Regions from separate parts of the Oryctolagus cuniculus genome. Here region 1 is linked to region 2. Evidence: chromatin contacts called from public Micro-C data. All regions are on one chromosome and are shown on one strand. The core of a region is the stretch at or near the end of the contact, and the rest is flanking DNA. Distances in the headings are between cores, read along the strand shown. Region 1 overlaps LOC103345116 (a long non-coding RNA gene). Region 2 has its middle 29 kb from the start of STARD4.

Region 1 (4,378 bases), core at 212-2,711, 390 kb before region 2:
AGGGGCCCTGTTACCTGGTTTTGAGAAGCCAGAGCAGGTTCAGGATCTATCACAGTGAACTTGCTTGTTGAACAAGTTGTCCGGACCTCACAGCCAGGAAGGGTGGAGGACTTGGATATCTGAATCTGCGTGAGGCACTAGACAAGGCCTGCATCACACACTGTGGGTGGAGCGAGGTGGGGGCCTTGCCATAAATGTAATTATGGAAATTCATAGCTGAATAGCTGCAGAATAGATTGACATCATATGCAGGAGTATTTCCAGGGCTATCTTTGGCCTTTTTCCTTTAATTCTTGTGTGTGTGTGTGTGTGTGTGTGTGTGTGTGATTTTGTTGGAGATGTTATTGAATTCTTGTTGAATTTGGGGTGATGTGAAATTAAAGAGAATAAATTACTCAAGTCAGGATCCTAAAGTCTGAGGTTGGTTAAACTTGGTAAGCATAATGATTGCTGATGCCAATACTTGATCCTGGGGCGGAAAGCATGTATGCAGGACAAGTTGTATCTCAGCTGTAGTACCTCTGAGGAGACTTCAGAAACATGGCTGGCAATGACTTGGTATAGATCAGCTGTGTGTCATGGCTGTCAGCAGAGTAAAAGTTAACTTAGGTTGCATTGACCGAAAGTGTGGCACGGTGAAGGCAAGCCAGTCCCCCTTTTCCTCACGGGGGGACCACCCTGTTCAAGTCTCAGTGTGGCACCTCAAGTCGGGGCTCAAAAGTGTTCAAGCAAGAGCAAGCAGGAGTGGAGCCACAGAGGAGTGCGACGCAGGCTGTGCTGGAGGGACGGCTGTTAGAAAGTACAGGACCAACGGTGGGGCGACTTGAGCTTCACACACTGCTAAGCCTGTGCCATCAGAAAGGGATTAGGCTTGTGGTGTGTGATCCCAAGTGATCAAACAAAGATCAAGAGGTGGGAATCTTAAAGAGAAAGTGCTGAGCTTCATTAATGATTTTCTGACGGTTGGAAGCAGTCCCACATGGGAACACTCTATTTCATCATAACTGTGTCCATGCATGGCTGGCTGCTAAGAACTGGGAAATTATTTCGCAACTGACAATAATTGAATGAATTCAAAGTTCTGTTGTCAGAATTTATGATTATTTTTGAAGTCATTCTTATACTAACATGAATCCTTCAGAGATGGCATCTTGGAAAATTTCTCAGTATTAATTTTTCCAGTAATCTTCCTGTGTGTTGTTTTTTTCTTTTCATTTTATTGGGTCAGCAGAGGCAGTATCAGGATTCTAAAGGTGACCGCACAGATATGGTTAAGGTAAAGACAGCAGCAGGCACCTCCCAGTCGGAGGGGAATGTCTAGGCAGGTCATGATCCTGCAGCCAGTTCTGCCCTTTGGTCTCGTCCAGTGTTGGAGTTGCAGTTGGTGGTGGAGACGCTTGGGCGGGATCATTGGCATGCTGTAAGGCACTCCTCTGGGAACTGCTGGAGAACTTGATACAGATGCCCAGCGCTTGGGGGCCCCCACCAGGAGAGACCCACGCCTGACAGTAGAGCTTTGTAACAAGAGAGAGGGCTGTGGTGGGACCATCTTCCATCACCAGAGAGCAGTGTAGCAAAGGCTGTGTGTCAACTGGGTTAGAGGTGCGGTGATTCTGTAGAAGACCTTGTTCAACAGATTTGCCTGGAAGGTTAGACGACCAGGAGTCAAAGACTGACAAGAGAGACCCTAAGCAGGCCATGGATAGGAGACCAATGAGAAGGAATGGAAGGAAGTGACCAGGTTCAGATCCTGGCTCTGCTGCTTACTCACTGTGTGATCATGGGTAGAGAAGAGGAGGGAAAGAGCCTAATGCTACAGTCCTACTGGGGTCTTTGAAATGTTTCTCAGGAAGCTAATCTAAGTTGGATAAGATTTTGCATATTTGATAGTAAAACAAAGTGATGTTTAAAATAGTGAAGTAAGTGGACTGGCCTTGTGGCACAGTGGGTTAAGCTGACGCGTGCAATGTTGGCATCCCATTTGGGGCACTGATTTGATTCCCTACTGCTCCACTTCTTTCCAGCTCCCTGCTAACGTGCCTGGGAAAGCAAGGGAAGATAGCCCAAGAGCTTGGACCACTGCACTCAAATGGGAGACCCTGATGCAGTTCCAAGGCTCCTGGCTTCGGCCTGGCCCAGCCCTGGCTGTTGTGGCCATTTGGGGAGTGGACCAGTAGGCAGAATATCTCTCTTTCTTTTTCCCTCTCTCTCTGTAACTCTGCCTTTTAAATAAAAGCAGATAAATATATATTTTTTAAACATAAGATTATCCTTGCCACCTTATTTGACAGAGCTATGATACCTTGACACCTTCCTAAGTTCTCTGCCAAGGGTTGAAAGAGGGTGCAGCAAGCAAACTTGAAGTGAGTGGGGAGAAAGCACAATCCTGCTTCCTGCTGGTGTCTTGTCCTCCTGCTTAATAAGTAATGGGCCCGTCTTACAGCCATGTGTGGGAACCAGAGGCTGTGAGTGGATTTTACTCATACTGTTAGCAAGTGGAGTAACAGCGTTGACATTGAGTCGTCCTGCCTGTTTCAGTCCTAAATTTTCTTACATGGAGAAGCTCTTTCAGATCCCTTTGGCTGTAGTTCTGTTTCCATTTCCCGTTACAGTCCAGGTTTGGTGTGCATATGTAGTTTCATACTTAGAATTTTATTTTTACCCAAACTTTTTTTTCCAGAAAAGATTTAATTAACTGCACTTCTGTGCTTCTTTTCTACTGGCCTATGATTGTTTTGTGTCTGAATACAGCATTCAGTTTCTCATCTGTGTTCTCCAGTAGTTTTCCTCTCTGCTAAACTTTATATAAATGAGCTTAGTAAGATATGCACTTTGAGCACATGTATTTTAGGAGTCTTTCCCATATAGACTCTGCTGATTCAGTCTACATGTGGTTTCCATATTTTATAGATGAAAAATCACTGACAAACTAAATTCAAGAAGGTAAAGGGAGTGGTCGATTAAGTACAATTATGTAATACAGAATTTCTCAGACATCTTGGAATTCATGAGATAGTTCTGCGTCTTCTGGCTCATTTGCAACAAAACTCAGGCATAATTTGTCCTTGAATTTTAAGCCTCTTTGTAGCACAGTGCTTTGTAAGATAATGTAATTATTTATGAATTCCTATCAGAAACTCCAATGTGCCCTGGAAAGAGCTGGCACAACCAAATTATTTCTTTAACCACTTGAGCTATGTTAATGTAAGGTGAGGAGACATTGATCAGAACATCCTAAAGCAGACACTGCCACATATGTCTGAATCTGGTCAGTTCTTTGCTAGAACTCCTGATTTCTGGACACATCTCTTGAGCAATAGCAATAGTTTGTTATATGTTTGACTAGATTGTATATTTATTAGTTGTCAATTTTGTAAGACAGCCAGTGTTTCTAAGTACAGGATAGAGAATTCAAAGTGCAGTGCTGTACAGGCATTATGTATTTATGCGTGTGGCACGTATGTCATACTTTGATCTAGAACATCAGTAGCTGCACTTGCAACACCCATAACCCCAGCATTTATTGTCTGAGATGCCTTTGCTATCTTCACCCAGTTAAGATTTAAATGATCTCTAAGTTCTCTACAGTCCTATGATTCAGTTCATGAAAGAGGTCATCTTTAAAGCTTAGGTAGAAATTCAGCCATTGCAGCTGGAGCCTCTAGAATTTAGTGTCTAGAACACCAAAAACCCTTTTAGGCTGCAATGAGAACATTCATACGTTATTTAAAGAATGGAAAGCAAAGTATGATAAATTGCCTTTCCCTAAACATACCTGTGTTTGATGTCCCTCATGGTCTTAGAGTTGCTCTGACTGATGGTGCTTAAAAAGAAACACAGGAGTGATTGTAAGAAGGAAAAGCAAGCACAAAGCCCTGAGTCCTGTGTCTGAGAGCGGTTCATTTCTGCCTTATTGGACCTGGACTCCAAGTTCAAACATGCAGGCCGGTGATAAGGAGGGTGATTGTACTGATAAAGCCTTGGAAGGTGGCAAAGCGAATTCATCATCCTCAGGTCCCGAGAGCATCCTCTCGGCAGCCAGCACGTTTCCCGTCTTCCCTGTGCCCTCAGTGCTAATGCTGCTTTCTCCATGCACAAGCACTGCCAAAGGTTCGTGGGAAAAGAGTTAAAATGATGTTTATTGTAGTGCAAACGTTTTTGAAATCTATGCATAGATTTTTATTTTTATTTTTTTTTTTGACAGGCAGAGTGGACAGTGAGAGAGAGAGAGACAGAGAGAAAGGTCTTCCTTTGCCGTTGGTTCACCCTCCAATGGCCACCATGGCTGGCGCACCGCACTGATCCGAAGGCAGGAGCCAGGTGCTTCTCCTGGTCTCCTATGGGGTGCAGGGCCCAAGCACTTGGGCCATCCTCCACT
Region 2 (4,590 bases), core at 847-3,346:
CTGCTCCAAAGGTGCAGTAAGCAAACCCGCGTGGTGCTGGCGTGCAGACAGACGTGCGGAGCAGTCACGTGGAAGAGGAAGCTCAGACGTCAACCCCGCGTACGAGGTCATGAGTTGGAGAAGGCCGCCAAGACGGCTCGGAGGGAAAGGACAGGCTTTGCAAGCAGCGTCACTCGCATGCTGAGGAAAGTTGGGTCTTTACCTAATGAAATATAAAAATTAACTCCAAGTAGAAAGGCTGTCACCAGAGGCTAGGGGAGGGCTGGGGAAGGGGAAACAATTTCAGCTAGGCTGGAGGAGTCGGTTTCAGGAATCTGTTGCACTGCATGGTGACCACAATTAATAGTAATGCGTTATCCATTTCAAAATTGCCAGAGCAGTAGATTTTATCTCCCTTACCACGCACAAAAGTGTGGTGGGTTGATGAGGTGATAGATATGTTACTTAGCTTGGAGAACACTCAGGTGCTGTTAGGAAATGTGCACGGCGCTTGGGATGTGGAGCAGGACCCCAGGATTTGGGGTTGGCATGGCAACTGCCGCCAGCGAGTTCAGGCATAGCCGGAAGGAGGGCAGGAACTGGAATGAGCCGCCTAACTGCCAGCGTTAATGAAAAACACGGAGCACGGCTGAGGATCAGAGTGAACGCTTGGCGCCCTCAGCGACAGAAACGTAAAAACACGTGAGCCTGAAAGTGAAGCAAATGCCTTCCACTCTGCTGTGGTAACCGAAGGAGAACCAGCTGGGGGCGGGATTTAGTCCATGGTCTGATGGCTGTGCAGGGGGGACCTGTGACACTCGAAATCTGTGTTTGCTAGGTAGTTGACAGAAGTGTCGCCCGGACGTGAGCCTCCTCGCCAAGGCTGACGAGTCTGACGGTGAGCAGCTTTTAGCAGTCAGAGGCCGCACAGATGGCCGCTGCTGCTGTGAGCGTGAATGTCAAAGGGGAAAATGGGCATGTAGAGTGAGACAGGCACTGGGGCTGGGGGAGCAGCGGGCAGAGCCGCGGTGCCTCCGACACCCTCTCAGCTGAAGCCCAAGGCCAGCCTCTGCCACCAGGGCCTGGGACCGCGGAGAACCAGAGTTGTTCTGTTTTCCCACTGCAGAGCCCAGCACAGGGCGTGGCAGGACAGAATCGCACGCCTTGATTCACTGCTGGCTGGTGTGGCCGCTGGCTGTGGCATGGAGTAGCATGATGCCATGGGAGCTGGGGGGGGGGGAGCGGCAGTGACCCATGGACAGCCAGCACAGGGGCTGCCACATGCCAGAGAGGGAAGCAAAGCCACGAGACAGAAAGTGGGCACGCACACCTCTAAGGCCTCAGAGACAGGCACAGAGAGGCAGACGGAGCTGGGCGAGGGAGCCAGGGGTGGCAGAGGGGCCAACGCTCAGTGCAGTCTGCAGAAGGGAGGGCCAGGCCCCAGAGGAGTCCCCTCCCCTCCCCCCAGATTTCTGTTTCCCTACACTGCCCTTTCCCCCGCCTGAATCCCTGGCCTTGGGAGAGTTTTGTCCTCTGGAAAACACACCTTTGAAATGACTTTGGCATAACTTCCTTTTTGTAGTCACTTCCTTCCTCCTCTTTAATACAATGGTCCCTTGAGAAGAGCCAGGGGGAGACACGGGCACAGCACAGCACACAGGGACCTGGAATGGTTGCTGTTGTCCCGGTTCTGCAGGACGGACAGGTGTTCTGCCGAGAGCCTGGGTCTGGACAGGGCTCCCTCCAAGGGAAACCTGGGGAACCATCATTTAGGGAGGACAACCTGGAGCTTGTCTAAGTGGAAGGGGCTGTAAGAAACATAAAACCAAGATACAGCATAAAAAGCTGAGGCCTCGTGGGGCTGTGGGGAGGGCTGGGCAGTGAGGCACCATCTACCAGGTGTCACCATGTGCACCCCTGGGGATCCGAGCATCTTTGTTACAAGGGGCCTTGGGCAGGATTGGGGTCCGCTGGTTCTTTGTGTTTAAACAATCACCCAAGACGCAGCCTGGGCTTCAGGCCCTGCATTGTTGCCTGCTCCTTAGACTGAATTCTGCGTCCTGTTCCGCTAATAGCACTTCCCGAGGAAATGGCCTGAAATTCCAAGATAGTCCCCTAACAAACCGAGGGCCATACGGTGCGGGAACACCCAGAGAACAGCAAGATTTCACTCAGAACGACACAGTCTCTCAGCGTCTGTGGTGGGTCTGCTGTGCGGGGCACGGAAGAGAGAGGCCCAAAGGTTCACCTTCAGTATCCCAGGACTGGAGAAAGCTCACCGCTTACGTGGCCAGCACAGGCTAGGGCTGCAGCGGCTGGAGTCTCCCCAGAAGAAAACAGATCATGAGGTCTGAGAGGAGCCCAGGAGCGCCGGGGGCTCCACCAGCAGCTGCCTTCCTGCCCTGGTTTGCTCCGGGCGGGCCGGGGAGTCTGAGCTAGATGTTTGTCCTGCTTGAGCGCCCTCTTGTGGGAGCTTGCTGGGGAAGGGGCCCGCATTCCCAGTTGCCTTCCAAGGCACCCTGATGGAGATTCAGGTCTCCTCCAAGGCCTCTGTCGTCCAGAACCAGTCTCTCCTTGCTCCCTGTGGTAGAACTGGTGTACTCCATCCTGCCGGGCGCTTCTGTACCTGTTTTGTAGGCATGGGAAGCCAAGTCCAGAGCCCAGCCCACCTGCACTGTCCTGGACACCCCCAAGTCCTCCCTCCCTCATCCTGTGCCATTGTCTGTGCTCCCCCCACATCTGCTGATTCCTTGAGCACCCTGCTCAGTTCCCTCTAGGCCCCTTGCAGGTTCTTCCCCTCACCTGCATTGTGCTTCCTCTTGATCTCCAAATCCTGACCCTGGTTCAGGTCTCAGACCACAGGACGGGGGAGGGCTGCTCTCTGAGCACCTCTCACTGGTGCTCAGGCCCTGCATGTCACCCTTGCACTTCCCAAGGACAGAAATCCCGTCCATTGCCGTCTGCAGTGTTCCTGGTTGTCTGCCAGTATGAGCTGCTAAACAGGTACTGGCTGACAGCCAGACAGGGTCCCTCACCTGTCACGGCTCCTCCACGCCAGGTGGCCAGGGACTCCCAGCCTACACACAGAGCAGTGGATCACCCACCCTCATGTGTCAGCACAAAAAGAATTGACACAGAAGTGAAGAGGAGCAGGCTGACCTGAAGGGGAGAGCACCCCAGCCCCGGGTTAGAAGAGGAGAGGAGAGAGCGGTCAAAACCACACCTGCTGGGTGGGCACAGCTCTCAACCTACCTGCTACTTAGGGCTGTTGCTGGAGATGTCACCTGGGGCAGTTTCTGGGAGGGGTGGAGCTGTCTGCTCTGGCATCAGAGCGCGGGCAGTGCTGCTTGTCATCACGTCGCAAGGTTGCTATGGACAGTGAGAAGGCAGCGGGCACTTCCTTGTCCATTGCAGTGAAGGTTCCTGGCAGGTGTTGCTGTTTAATGTCTCAGCCTTCCTGTGATCCCAGCAGAAGCTTCTGACCTGGCCGGGCTTCCAGCCACACCCTCCCCCGAGTCACCCGGCCTCCCTTGAACACACCTTCGGCTTCTCGTGAGCAGAAGAAGCCATCCAAGACCATGGGGGTGGCTCTTGCAAAGGGCAGTTGCTGAACCCAAAGACCTCCAGCCCTGAGGTGTGGCTGGGAGCTCTAAAGCCCGCAACTCCCATGATAGTCCCTCCTGAGCTCCCGTGGCAGCCCTTAAGTGTGATTACCGACCATACAGTGTACAAGGCACAGATGTTTTCCAAACCAGCACAGACAGAGCCAGCGAGCCCCGCCCTTGGCAGCATAGCCTCGCGCCCAGGTCAGAGGCAGCCAAGGTGGAGGCAGTGAGGCTGCGTCAAGGGAGCCTCGCCAGCATGCTGGGACCACCTATTGGCCCTGCAGGTGACTGAGTGTCCGGTGGTCTCCCCTCAGACACTGCTAGTGGATTCCGTGTTCCATATGAATATGCGCAGTGCACCTCAGAAATCTAGATTGACTCAGCACATTAACCTGGCCAGCCTTGGTGGGTGGGCAGCGTTTCTGAGGGTCAGGTTGCCATGCAGAAAAGGAATCTGGATAAATGGACCTGGCTGTTCCCTGGAGGACCTGGGGCTTCCCGAGTGCCCCCGGAGCCAGCAGTACTCTGAAGTGGAATGCAGCAGTGATGCAGAGGGGGAAAGCACAGCGCGATTTTGCCACCTTGGGGAGGGGACCGAGAAAGGGGAAGCATGGGGCGAAGTGGGGAGAAGTTGAGGGAGGTGTCCTCTGACTCGGCCAGCCCCAGCAGCAGCTGCCAGGAGCTGTGAGCTACTGGCTCATGGGACACTGGAGTGTGATGGAAAGGGTAGCCCGGGGTCCCTGGGTGTCAGAGGACACAGGGCCTCACTCGGGGCCTCACAATGCATGGATGAAGGCCGCCTTTCTCTATAAAAATGCAGAACACCAGGCACAAACTAGCTATACAGGAAAGAAAGGATCAGCATCTGTGAGTGTGCAGGAAACAGTGCTGTGGTCTCAGGTGAGTGTGCAGGAGACGGTGCTGTGTTGTCAGGTGTGAGTGTGCAGGGGACAGTGCTGTGGTCTCAGGTGTGAGTGTGCAGGGGACAGTGCTCTCAGGTGTGAGT

Evidence for each region. Hi-C and Micro-C count contacts between places; a contact is called where the count stands out from the background.
Region 1: a contact with region 2 is called in a Micro-C map of ear pinna, with 5 times the contacts expected there. The contact joins two enhancer-like sites. A contact is called at or near these places in 4 of 6 Hi-C or Micro-C datasets (ear pinna, psoas muscle, skin fibroblasts and 1 more).

The regions. Positions count from the first base shown.
Region 1 is chr6:3,236,069-3,240,446 of mOryCun1.1, reverse strand. The region is part of intron 2 of LOC103345116 (a long non-coding RNA gene); the gene reads left to right. Among named protein-coding and RNA genes, the nearest start is that of EPB41L4A, 240 kb to the left of the region's middle. Within about 2 kb of position 1,461, at least 1 of the 8 cell types and tissues checked has an H3K27ac peak or open chromatin away from gene starts, as enhancers often do. A contact at or near this core is called in ear pinna, where this site is marked.
Region 2 is chr6:2,843,942-2,848,531 of mOryCun1.1, reverse strand. No RefSeq gene overlaps it. Among named protein-coding and RNA genes, the nearest start is that of STARD4, 29 kb to the right of the region's middle. Within about 2 kb of position 2,096, at least 4 of the 8 cell types and tissues checked have an H3K27ac peak or open chromatin away from gene starts, as enhancers often do. A contact at or near this core is called in ear pinna, where this site is marked.